Regions from separate parts of the Triticum aestivum genome. Here region 1 is linked to region 2. The links are chromatin contacts, called in public Hi-C maps. All regions are on one chromosome and are shown on one strand. Each heading gives the region's core, a stretch centred on a gene start, on an enhancer-like site or on the middle of the called end of the contact. The rest is flanking DNA. Distances are from core to core; before and after follow the strand shown. Region 1 holds the start of LOC123123958 (vacuolar protein 8). Region 2 holds the start of LOC123123925 (2-oxoglutarate-Fe(II) type oxidoreductase hxnY).

Evidence for each region. A called contact is a pair of places that touch in the nucleus more often than the background predicts.
Region 1: a contact with region 2 is called in a Hi-C map of leaf, with 5 times the contacts expected there. The contact joins the promoter of LOC123123958 here to the promoter of LOC123123925 in region 2. A contact is called at or near these places in 2 of 5 Hi-C or Micro-C datasets (both in leaf).

What each region holds. Positions count from the first base shown.
Region 1 is chr1B:359,014,431-359,021,464 of IWGSC CS RefSeq v2.1, reverse strand. LOC123123958 (vacuolar protein 8) reads left to right here and starts at 3,316. Exons shown (of 2, transcript XM_044544623.1): 1 at 3,316-3,903; 2 at 5,883-7,034. The coding sequence starts at 3,756. LOC123123978 (protein COFACTOR ASSEMBLY OF COMPLEX C SUBUNIT B CCB2, chloroplastic) reads left to right here. Exons shown (of 7, transcript XM_044544656.1): 7 at 1,755-2,538.
Region 2 is chr1B:358,524,337-358,530,518 of IWGSC CS RefSeq v2.1, reverse strand. LOC123123925 (2-oxoglutarate-Fe(II) type oxidoreductase hxnY) reads left to right here and starts at 1,406. Exons shown (of 11, transcript XM_044544581.1): 1 at 1,406-1,642; 2 at 1,719-1,914; 3 at 2,416-2,496; 4 at 2,661-2,712; 5 at 2,880-3,001; 6 at 3,742-3,842; 7 at 4,045-4,103; 8 at 4,303-4,359; 9 at 4,536-4,581; 10 at 4,800-4,879; 11 at 5,036-5,320. The coding sequence starts at 1,562. The coding sequence ends at 5,096.

The DNA.
Region 1 (7,034 bases), core at 2,067-4,566, 490 kb before region 2:
CCAAATAGGGAGGGGCTCGTATGTTAGTATGAACTGTTAAGATAGAACCCCAACGAAACAAAATATTTCTGTATTGTATTACTCCATGGTGGACCTTGGAGAAACACAAAGTCCTAACAAAGTACATTATCCTCATCAAGGACATACGATAATGTTGTGACAAGTGTTTGAACAAGTGGTGATGACAGTGGTGATTTTCCAATTAAAATAGGACTGCACCAAGGGTCAGCTTTGAGCCCGTATCTTTCTGATTTGTTGATGGATGAAGTCACAATGTATATACAGGGAGATATCCCATGGTGTATGCTCTTTGCAGATAATGTGGTGCTAGTCAACGATAGTCTGACGGGGGTTAATAGAAAGTTAGAGCCGTGGTTGCGGACTTTAGAATTGAAAGATTTTAGGCTTAGTAGAACTAAAACTGAGTACATGAGGTGCGGTTTTAGTACCACTAGGCACGAGGAGCAATAGGTTAGCCTTGATGGGTAGGTGGTACCTCAGAAGGACACCTTATGATATTTGGGGTTGAAGCTGCAGAAGGTTAGTGATCGATGAAGATGTGAGCCATCGAACCAAAGCCGGATGGATGAAGTGGTGCCAAACTTCTGGCGTCCTCTATGACAAGAGAGTGCCACAAAAGCTAAAATGTAGGTTCTATAGGACGGAGATTCAACTTCCGATGTTGTATGGCGGAGATTGTTGGCCAACTAAAAGGCGACATTTCCAACGGTTAGGTGTAGCAGAGATGCACATGCTGTGATGGTTTGGGCATATACAACGCAGGCCTTCAGAAGTGCTGGTGTCTAGCGGAAGATTAAAGCGTGTCAAGAGAGGTATGGGTAGACCAAACTTGACATGGGAGGAATCCGTGTAAAGAGAGACCTGAAGGACTGGAATATCACCAAAAGAATTAGCCATGGACAGGGATTATCCACGTGCCAAAACCGTGACTAGGTTTCGAGATCTTATGGGTTCCAACTCTAGCCTATCCCAAACTTGTTTGGGACTGAAAGGCTTTGTTGTTGTTGTTGTGACAAATCTCATATCTTGTTTGCCCTGGATGGCATGTGATGAGATGTCCAGTCTATGCAAAGTATGTAGTCCGTGTCTCTTAGTAGTGCTTGATTGGGTACACGTGATATGTCTTGACGGGTGCTGCTGATGTCTTCTCTTAATTGTTTGGCTGCCTCAAGGGGATAAATCATAGAACTATTAACTACAGCTGCATCTTACTGCTGAAGTAGAGGTTTGTGTAGAAATATTATGACGGTTACCAACATATTATTCCTAGTCGATAGTGTTGGCATGTGCAACTGCTGAGTAGGAAATCTTCAATTCTTAACCATTAAGAAAAGTGATCATGCTCCCAACTTCTTAAATGTTATGCGTAATAAATCAACCCCGTAATGCAAAAGTAAGGGTGAAAAGGAGAATGCAATGATGATAAGATTACCATGTTTGCCTTTTTTATCAACAATCCTGATATGCTGTCATACTTTGGTGGTGCAAACCAATCTACTTAAATGTTATGATGCATCTTCTGTAAATACTACTCCCTCCGTCCCATAATATAAGAACGTTTTTGACACTAGTATAGTGTTAAAAACGTTCTTATATTTTGGGACAGAGGGAGTATTTTTTTATTGTGGTATGATATAGTCTGGTTATTGTGCATTCTTACTGACATTTTACTTTTAAGGTTGATAATTGTGGATTCTTACATGGTCATGCTCGAGTTTCTTTTATTTTTGCAGTTGGACAAGAACGGATGTTACGATTCGCTTAGTGGATGGGATGTCTCAAGTGTGTGGTAACCAACAGCCATATGAAGTCTCTGCTTGGAATGTGTACTTTGCAACAGCTGGAGGCAGAGGCGGAACACGCAAGCGGCGCCATGGAGCGACGAACTATTAGTTGATGGACCTCTGCAATGCCATTACATGTTTAACTAGCCCACCAACCACCCCCATCTTTTCCAGCTGAAGCTGTGGTCTGAGCTAGAGCGTTGGGTGGTTCCTATCAGCCGTCCTCAACGCCTCATCATCATCCTGTGATCTTGATCTGCCTTGGCTTCTTGTGGTTTGAAATCACTTGGCCTGGAACATTATCAGTTGGGCATCCTTCCAAAGCCTTCTCCCAGGAGCCCTCTGCTGGGCTCTCTCACAAGCTTGAGTGTGCACCTACTACCTACGCCGTCTCATGCGGTGTTGTTTAATGCATGCCGTCTGATATGGTTGAAGCATCAAGCTGTATTCTGTACTGTATGGTACCATGTTCGCCGTGTGGCTACTGTCACGCTGGAGATCGATCGGTTAAATGGTCCACTCGTCTTTTGTGTGAACTGGCAGCAAAGGGGCAGTGGTGGTTCTGGGGAGGATATGCATTGCTTCGTTGCTGGGAAATTTCTGGTCGAATGGGTGTACAAATTTTCAACGATTCTAAAACAGTGTACCGCGGCCAAGGGTAGTACGAACTTAAGAGTCGTAAAAGGGAACATTTGAACAGGATTTGCACGGTTCGGTGCGTTCTCATCGGGTATTTACTCTTTCCCTAGTTTGATTCTGCAAAAGGAGAAGGAGGCGAGCTGAAAATGCTCATGTGACTAGGGAACGGTGATTGGTAAGCTCACCACAAGTCATAAATACAGGCTTGCAACGCCAGCCGATGGGCACGCACCACAAATAAATGGTGGCGCACGGCAACCGGACACGGATAGGTAGATGGACGGGCGGATCCCTCCAAACAAGACAGTGACATAGCATGGCGTTCGTATGCAAAGTACTCTATTCCCAACCCGTGAAGTACCTGTACGTGTACGTGGTATACTGGATGAGACACTGACACCTAATCCTGCCTTGTGTTGTGCGATTGGAAAATTCTGTTGGTTAAAATTAGCTTTGCGATGAGCTGAAAGCCACTTTTATCTGAAAGGAGGCGCGCACATGTAACGCGACGGGTTCTGTTCCAAACAGCGACGCAAGATGAAACCATCACATACACTGATCGTACAATTAAAAGGTGATTTAGAACTTAATCGCTTAGTTTTACTGATAAAGGGTGATCTTACCATGTGTTTATGTTGAATCCAAAAATACCCTCAACCACAAGATGTCAAGCTTATTCAAACGGCATCGTCAGATCGTGTAAGACTAGATCGCCAAGCACTCGTGGGTAGAACAGTCGAAACGGCAGCGACCTCCATTCAATTCAAAAACCCTCCCACTCCCTCCAGCTGCAGCGGATGTCAGCCAAAAGCCGTAAAAGGACGACGAGCGAGTGGCAGCAGCAGCCACTCACCGATTCAAAACCAGCAGCGCTCAAACGGTCGGATCCCCGCGGCTGCAGGTCCCCGACCCCCACCATCCATCCCACTCCCACGTGCCCCCCTCCTCTCCCCGATCCGACGGCCCGCCTCGCCCCAATTCAAAACACCTCCTCGTCCTCCACTCCCCACACACACCACTGCTAGCAGCCAAGCAGAGCAGCGCCCGCCCGGAGAGAAATAAATTCGGAAGGCCGTCTCCCCAACGACTCGCTCGAAACTGCGCGGCGCGACGCCAGAGGGACCTGTCGGACGCGGCTCGCTCGCTACAAGCCTACAAGGCCAGCGCGGATGCTGGCGATCATTCCCCAATCCTCTCTGGTTGCTCCTGCCCTGCTCTTCTCACCTCTCACTCCCACGCGCGCACTCCTACTCACTGAGGAATTGGATGCTGGCGATCCATTGACCCTTATGATGGGCAACTGATTGATTGATGATTGGCATATCCATCGTAGCAGCAGCGGCGGCGGCGGTACTAGCTCTCGTGGGTTTCTTCGCGCTGGCGGTCGGCGTCGGGAGGAGGGACGGAGCAGCGGCGAGCGGGGGCGCGTCCAGCGGAAGCGAGTGGACCGGAGGGCGAGGTAACTAGCTCGCTTGCTTGCTTCATCTCGCCTTGATTTTTTTTCTGCACGTGGTCTCTGGGCTGGATACGCGTCCCGTTGCCTTTCGCCTTTGCTTCCTCGCGGCCGACTTTTCCCGTGCTCCCTTGGCAGGCTTGGAAGCCAAGCTAAGCATCACCGGGGCTTTTCTCCCTGTGTCCGTCCACCTTGTAGATTTCAGAAGCTTCCTCCAAGTGTTTGCGAATTGGGGCGCATGATCCTAAGTTTGAGAAAGATACGAGGGAGATTTGGGAGCGACTTATTTTCGAAAATTTACAGCGTTTCCCCCTTCTTTTTAACTTTTTTTCTAAAGCACACTTTAATAGAGGGATTTCTAAGTTTGCGAGATACTCCGTTTTTATTTTCGAAAATTTACAGAACTTTCTATCTAGGGGCATCTCTACGATTTTAGCAAAAGTACAGGGCCAGACCACAATAATAAATCCCGTCCTCATCCGTGCCGGCGCCTAGCCGCCGCCGACGCTGTCCACGCCGGCGCTCGCACGTCGCTGGCACACAATACGACAGTTGTATTCACCGCGCTGCCCGCTCCCGATGACGCGTGCGGCTTTGCCTCGCCTCTCTCTGAAAGCAAAGCGAAAGGCTGCCCCGGGCCCACACCCCAAGCACCCCGTGCGTTCGGATCCGGGAGCCCGAGGTCGTGTGCTCTGGGCTCGGTCGGCCTCGTTTGGGTTCCCCGCGGACGCTGCCGATCCGGCTCATGATGCGGTGCCCCGCCACCCGCGCGCTCGCTCGCTGACACGCCGGCCCCAGCGTGGCCGTACGGCACGCACCGCTTGGGAAAGTTGTGGCCAAGGAGAAAAAGACATCGTGTTACGCAGATCGCGTGCGCGGTGCGTCCCTCCATGTGCCGATGACAGGTGGACCCACTTTCTTTTTTAACTGGAGTGGTTAGCTAGTGTTAATCTCGGGTCAGGTTAAATAAAGTCTGCAGGATCTCTTTCCGTGCATGCGTGTCTACTCTAGAAGCTCGTGATAAAATTTGTACTCCCTCCGTTCCTAAATACTTGTCTTTCTAGAGATTTCAACAAGTGACTACATACAAAGTAAAATGAGTGAATCTACATTCTAAAATGTCTACATACATCCGTATATTGTAGTTCATTTGAATGTCTAGAAAGACAAATATTTAGAAACGGAGGGAGTAGTACGTAAAAGAATTGTGGTGAGATTTTTTTTTTTTTTGCCTTTTTCTTTTTCACATGGCATGCAGCTTTTTGAAGGGCTTATCGGCTCGTCTACGATACGTCGCCCCACGCAATTATTTCCCCATGATTCTTTTGTGTTACGAAAGCGCCAGATCTTTGGATTAGAATACAAGAAAGTATTCCTGCTCTACTCTAGTGTGAAAATTATGAGTACCGAAATCATACTCCTTTTGTCCTAAGCACTCCAATAGATTGCGAATTTTCCTGAGACGCCACCCGCCGCCGCACTCGGCTTAAGTTCTAGTACGTATCCCGTTCCGTTCTGCTCGCACCACTTGGCCATCTCTCCCGTTGCTGAATTTATTTATTTGTTTGTTCTCATTCACTCGTCACCTACCTAGCCCTCATTCCGCGGGTCAAAACTCAGAATGCCTCCAGCCTGAATTTATTCTGTTACCGAACAGTGCAAAGCAAGTGAGAAAGCCTGGGAATTTTGATAGGGCCATCGTACCAGCTCATGATCTTGCGTGTCGCCGCCCGCAGCTCATGATCCGCCCGATTTCGCATTTCGTCCACCCAAAGCAATGCAAAGGCCGGGGGAGAACATGCTAGATTGCTAGATGAGGTTAGCAGTAGCTTTCCACGACGGATTTTGATTCGTTTAAAATACCGGAGGATTCCTTCCTGTGTCCCCTTCTAGCTTCTTCTTCGTTGTTTTCTTTTCGAGGATTTGTCCGCTTCTTCCTTTACTGACTGAGGTGGGAGCGTTGCTAATCTAGTGGATGCCTGCAGATCACAAGGCGCGGTGTTGTAACTGGTGCGACCAGGAAATGAGCTTGCACAGCTGTCCGGCCGCGGCCGGGGACGCGCCGACCGGGACGGCGGAGGACCTGCTCGAGCGGGCGCGGGGCCTGGTGCCGGCGGCGCTGGACGCGGCGCGCGCGGCGACGGGGTTTGGCGCGCGGTGGAAGGCCATCGCGGCGAGGCTCGAGAGGGTGCCGCCGTGCCTGTCCGACCTGTCCAGCCACCCCTGCTTCTCCAAGAACGCGCTCTGCCGGGAGCTGTTGCAGTCCGTTGCTGCCACCCTCGCCGAGGCCGCCGAGCTCGGCGTGCTCTGCCGCGAGCCGCCCAAGGCTGGCAAGCTGCAGATGCAGAGCGACCTGGACGCTCTCGCCGGGAAGCTGGACCTCAACCTCCGGGACTGCGCGCTGCTTGTCAAGACCGGCGTGCTGTCAGATGTGACGGTTCCGTCTCCTCCGGCTGAGGCGGCGGCGGCAGAAGCCTCGCAGACGGACGTGCGGGAGCTACTCGCTAGGCTGCAAATCGGGCACGCCGAGGCGAAGCACCGGGCTGTGGAGGGGCTCCTTGATGCGCTGCGCGAGGACGAGAAGAGTGTGCTGTCGGCGCTCGGCCGTGGCAACGTGGCCGCGCTGGTGCAGTTGCTGACGGCGACGGCGCCCAAGATCAGGGAGAAGGCAGCCACCGTGCTCTGCTTGCTTGCCGAGTCCGGAAGCTGCGAGGGCTTACTGGTGTCGGAGGGCGCGCTGCCGCCGCTCATCCGGCTGGCAGAGTCCGGCAGCCTTGTTGGCCGGGAGAAGGCCGTCATCACGCTGCAGCGTCTGTCCATGTCACCCGAGATTGCCCGCGCCATCGTCGGGCACAGCGGCGTCCGTCCACTCATCGAAATCTGCCAGACAGGGGACTCCATCTCGCAATCCGCGGCGGCGGGCGCGCTCAAGAACCTCTCCGCGGTGCCGGAGGTCCGGCAAGCGCTGGCCGAGGAAGGCATCGCGCGCGTCATGATCAGCCTGCTCGACCGCGGCGTCGTGCTGGGTTCCAAGGAGTACGCGGCGGAGTGCCTGCAGAACTTCACGTCGAGCAACGACAACCTGCGGCGCGCCGTGGTGTCCGAGGGCGCGCTGCCCAGCCTGCTCGCTTACCTCG
Region 2 (6,182 bases), core at 157-2,656:
TTCAATCGCGGCAATCCCTTGGTTTTGGGAAGCGTCAAAAAACTTCCCTAGCCGGTTTTCTTCACGGTTCATTGGTCATTTCCGGGGAGGTTGTTATTCGGGTATTTTTTTTTCATTTTTGAAGACTGTGTTCTTTTTTCCATTGAATCTGTTCCTTCTGTATTTTTGAATGATGGACTTTTTTCAAATATTTGACCATTTTTTCAAATGCAATGAACTTTTTTGATAATGATGCACTTTTTTAAAAAAAACAAGGATTTCTTTCCAAATTTGACGAACCTTTTTCCAAATCCAGTCAACTTTTTCCAAAATCGTGAACTTTTCAAAAATCCATGAACTGTGCATCAAAAATCCATGAACTTTTCAAAAATCCATGAACCTTTTCTAAAAAATTCATGAACTTGTTTTTCAAACTCAATGAACTTTCTTCGGAAATTCATGAGCTTTTTTCAATTTCGATGAACTTTGTTTCAAGTTTGTGAACTTTTCTAGAAAATTGATGAACTTTTTTTGAAAATTCATGAACTTTTTTCAAATTTCGATGAACTTTTTTAAATTTGCTGTACTTTTTTAAAAACTGATGAACTTTTTGTTTAAAAATTGATGAACTTTTTTCAAGTTTGTGAACTTTTCTTGAAAATTGATGAACTAATTTTGAAATCCATGAACTTTTTTCAATTTTGATGAACTTTTTTCAAATTTTGATGAACATATTCAAAATCGATGAACTTTTGTTTGAAAATTGATGAACATTTTTTCAAGTTTGTGAACTTTTCTTGAAAATTGAACTTTGTTCGAAATCTATGAACCTTTTCAAATTCCTGATTTTTGTTCATCAAATAATTCAAAAAATAGTAATTGGTACAGTTTTGTCCAATAAATTACCACTGCAACATTGTTATTACATAATTTGCGCTGTTACCTATCACTAGTTGTAAGTAGTCCGAGTGGTTAGCAGAACTCGTTTGTTAGTGAAACTGCACATGTTCGAAATCTGTCCCGAGCATTAATTTTTTAATTCAGTTGTACTTCTTACAAAGAATTTTCCTTTCAAACAACTAAATTACTGGAAGCCAGATCCAAATTCTTAAAGATTTCAATCAGCAGGTTTCTGTGATTTATGGAGATTTTTCCATTGTTAAGAAAGTTCGTTCCATATTTTGTTCAAGCATATTTCATTTCATACATATTCGGAAAGAAATTTGCAGTTCGAATTGTATTGTCGAAAGGTAGAAGAAACAGCAGAACGAACAAACAGCCGAACGAAGAAACAGTCGAAAGAAACAGTATAAGCGCGCAACTACTTGGGCCAGCGAAGAAACAGCCCACCAACGACGCCCTACAGGCGCCACTTAAGGTAACCGGCGCAGAAGGCGCCAACTAGGAGCTCTCAGCGGCAAGGGCCGTGCTATGCCAGGCCCTTTTACATCCGGTCCGGGCGGGGGTCCAGGTCTGCTCTAGCCCAGCCGAGCCTTCCGCCGAAGCTCATCCATAAAGATTAGACTGACCGAGATTCAGACATAGTCAGACGCAGGCGTCAGCAGAAGCAGAGCAGCAGGCGATGGCCGGCGGTAGCCTGAACCTCCCCGTGGTTGACCTCGCGCCCCCCGACATCAAATCCGCCGTGGATGCCGTCCGGAAGGTTGCTCGCATGATTTCTCTTTTGTGTGGAGTCACCAAGAAGCGTCACGCCATGTGCGATTTGGTTTGGTTTACAGGCATGCGTGGAGAGCGGGTTCTTCTACGTCACCAACCACGGGATCCAGGACGGCCTGCTGGAGGCGCTGTTCGCCGAGAGCAAGAAGTTCTTCGAGCTGCCGCTGGAGGAGAAGATGTTGCTGCAGAGGAACAGCGCCCACCGGGGCTACACCGCGCCCTACACCGAGAAGCTCGACGCGTCGTCCGAATTCCAGGGTTAAATCCAGTTCCTGATCTACCTGAATCGACCTCTGTGTTAAATCCAAGTAGTATAAATTATGGCTCAGGATACGTGCCAGGTTACCAACAGTATTGTTTACTGAGATGGGAAACTGTTCTCTTGGAGCAACATTGTTTAGGACTTGTGACATTTAAAACTGAACAACTAGCTGAACGTCATTACTTTGTCCGCAGACAATAGAATATTCACATGATTCTTTTGAAGCCAGGGTAGCTAGAAGCCTAGAAGTATTTGTCATCGTGCTTCAGTTACTTTGTCTGCTCAGATGTTGTGGTGGCCTGGTGGGGAGAGAGTTAGTTAGTTACAAATGTAGCAGAGCAGAATAGGGGTTGAAGAACCCACTGATATTATCCTCAGTTTCTCACATCCTATAGCTTGAAGCAACCACCGCGCCTTCTAGACTTGACCTTCAGCATTTCTGCTGTTTCTAGTGATATATTGTGATACCTGATTGTGAATTTTGTGATATTGAGCAGGAGACCTCAAGGAGAGTTTCTACATTGGGGCGGTCGGGGACGTAGATATGCCGAATGATCCTAACCAATGGCCTCCTAAAGGTGCTTAATCTGCTTTGTCATCTCTTAAGAACTGATAAGTTTGTTAACTGTCATCCTTATAAGTATATATAAACATCAGTCCTGTTATTTGGGTCTTCTCCTTTTTCTGCCATGCTTCTTCTCAACAGACAAAATGAAACCTTGTCTGGTTAATTTAACTGCAGAGCGATTTCCATCTTGGAAGGATACAATGAAGCTGTACCATGCAGCTGCACTGTGAGTTTTTTTTTTGTGTGTGTGTGTATGTGTGTCTCAGCAAAATGAAATCGATCAATTGTATTAGAACGATCATTTCTTCAGATTTCAATTGTTGCATTTGTATGTTCCTTTTATTGAGCTATCTAAAATAACTATAGTCAATGTTATTTCTGATCACCAACCAGGGCTGCTGGCAAAAGGATACTCTCTCTAATTGCTCTGAGTCTGGACCTAGAAGCTGAATTCTTTCAGAACATTGGTGCAGTCGACTGCTCTTCAGAAGTTATTCGGTTATTGCACTACCCAGGTCACATCATTATATTTCCTTTATGTCATTCGAAAGAATCAGAAGTTCTATTCTAATCATATCCTGTGGAAGGCTAGATCTTGGCTGTCTTCTTTCACACACTAGCTTAGTACCCGTGCTTTGCCATGGATCAAAATCACACTGTTCGAACATATGCTGATTATGCTATGCACTCCATGCCGTGCCTTCAGTCACTACATTCTCGCCTCTAGTCAATTGTCCACGCCACATCCACATCCCTCGTGTTACTACCTAATAACTAAAATCCTGTACATCATTGATACTTCAGATTTAGTGTAGAAAGCATATTTGCAACCTTAGCTATGTCCTTTTAGCAGCAGTTCCTGTACATTATGCTGCTTAAAGCTGCACTGCTGATCATGACAAAGTCTGATAATACTACAGAATCTAAAAACTGAAGAAAACATACCCCCAAAAAATCTGCCGCACCAAAAAGCGATCACCTACAATTGACCAACAACACAAGTTTTCTACAGGGGCAGCAGTTCCAACAAGGACTGTGGCGCTGCAAGATTTAGCATAGCACTTGAATTTTGAACCCTGGCTAGGGCATTGTAGCGAAAAAAGAATGGAAAAAGAATTCCAAGTTTACTGTAGGTGAAGTAACCAAGTCTGATAATGCGAGTGTTTCCTTACATAGTATTTCTTATTTTTTTTCCTTTCTAAATGAGATTTTTGTAGAGAAAAAAGAATGGAAAATAATAAAAAGTTTATTGTAGGTGAAGTAAATGAGTCTGATAATGGAAATTATGGTGCATCAGCTCATTCAGATTATGGAATGATAACTCTTCTGGCAACAGATGGGACTCCTGGCTTGCAGGTAACTTCATTTCTTCTCTCTTCTGCAGCTAATACTCATGTACAAAATATATGCTCAAAAAAATTGGTTGAGCAGGGGGCTATGTCCCCATTGCCACTTCAACAAACAATAGATCTCATTTTAGAAAAGTAGAAATCATGACATCATTGTTTTTGCATTTATAATTTATATGCTGGATACTTGCACTGTTGTGAGTGTGCAGATATGCAGGGAGAAGGATAGGCATCCTCAACTCTGGGAAGATGTTCGTCACGTTGATGGGTAAATATTTCTTCATAAACAGCGTTATAGTCTGGTGCCTTTTGTGGTAATTATTATTGTAGAAGCTTTGAATGGCTTCTAATTCTCTATTTGCTTGTTGGTTCGGTCTACTTGCTGAACCCCTGTTTGCATGCTTTTAGATAATATGTGTTGCTTGCAGGTATGGTAAATGATGCTAACAAATCTTGTGAACTTGTAGGACCCTTATTGTTAACATTGGCGATTTGCTAGAAAGGTGGACGAATTGTGTTTTCAGGTACTGCATCTTTAACATGTGTGGAATCCATCATGTCTGCAGTAGGAGTTGTTCCAGACCTTCTGAAATGCTCAGACTCTTTGATTGATGTCTTATGCACTACCGGTCTAATTTATCTCTACACAAACCTTGTGCACAAACTTTGATTGTTATGCACTTTTTTCTGTGACTTGCAGATCTACGCTTCATCGGGTTGTTGCAGTTGGCAAAGAGCGATATTCTGTGAGTATCCTGACTACTGAATTCAGTTTTTTCGTAAAGGGTTTTCACTTCCCATCATTGTTTACAACATATCTCTTGAAGAAGTCAGGTGTTGCTCTTTTTTCATGGGAAAACCACCACCAGTAACATAGAAGTAGCATCACAGCTCATAGATTTTATGATTTAATGTTAAAGCATGTTTGGCGCGTTATCATTTACACACGTTTTATATGCATCAGGCGGCTTACTTCCTGGACCCAAGACCCGATCTAGTGGTGCAGTGCTTGGAAAGCTGTTGCTGCGAAGCATATCCTCCAAGGTCCTCTTCTTTTACCCAAAGATTTTAGTAGTTACTCCCTCCGGAAAGAAATATCAGACCGTTTAGATCACTACTGATCTAAACGCTCTTATATTTCTTTACAGAGGGAGTATATGTTAAAGTTTGATTGTCACAATTCTTGAAGTGCCTTTTCAGGTTTCCACCTATCACGGCGGGTGACTATTTGAAAGAACGATTAAGTGCCACATACAAATAACTAGCGGGATTTCGACGTTTAGTTATCTGGTAAAATATGTTAGATCTACACACCTGTATCTGAAGACAGAGTTGTATTTCCTGTAAAATTGCAATGCGTATTATGACTGTAAACGTAGTTGCAGTACAGTTGTAACGGTTCTAGTGCGTGCTTGACTAATCTGTATCGTCATAATATGGTCTCACAGAAGTAAATAAACGGTGCATATCCTCCTCTTTCCCCTCCGTTTAGCTTGTTGGTCTTTGGGAGAAGTGGTTTCCATCTCCATCCATCCATCCATCTCCATCTATACATCTCTTTGTTCATACGAACATGGCCAATATACCCATCTAGAAAGTTGACATGCACCGGCAGTCTAGTCTAGACTCTAGAACAAGCAGTTTGAACCTAAAAGACTCAGGTGCGCGAGGCCGAGACGACGACGGGTGTCACTCCTAATTGACATACTCTGTCTGAAACACTCAGATTCGTCCAGAAACTGACTGCGTGACTCGATCAGAGCCTGAGAACGGTCAGAGCCGAAGTCGCGAAAGCTTGAGCCCGCGGGTTGAGTGGCGCCAGTTGATTAGCCACCCATACCATGATACCAGGTGAAACTGTGAAATTTAGACCAAGACTCAAGACTAGTTCTGAATGGTCAGGTTAAAGTGTATGTTGCCATCCAAGTCTCGGCCCAACAAACAAGCCAATGTCAGCTGGTGTCGAGGAATTCCGTGCTCACAGTTTTATGTTGACAAGTACTACAACAACAACATCACTAAGACTAGCCATAATGGGAGTAACTTCGGTAGTAATATCGAGTCCAACTCAGAAAATTTGCTTATGTGGCAATGAGTTAATAAGGAGAGATGTAGTACTAGTAACTTAGCTAGTTACTGTAACATCACATGTCCCAATGCAATATGAGTCTATAACCTAATAAATGAAGCTTTGCATGTTACCACACTTATATTACTACCCACTATTGAGATAGTAACATAGTCTAGGGATATGTGTACGTTACTAGTGTATGTTACTTTTCATTGTGGCTAGTCTTAAGATGCAGAGGCCGGGGGTTTAACCTTCTTTTCGAAAAAAAAAGTACAA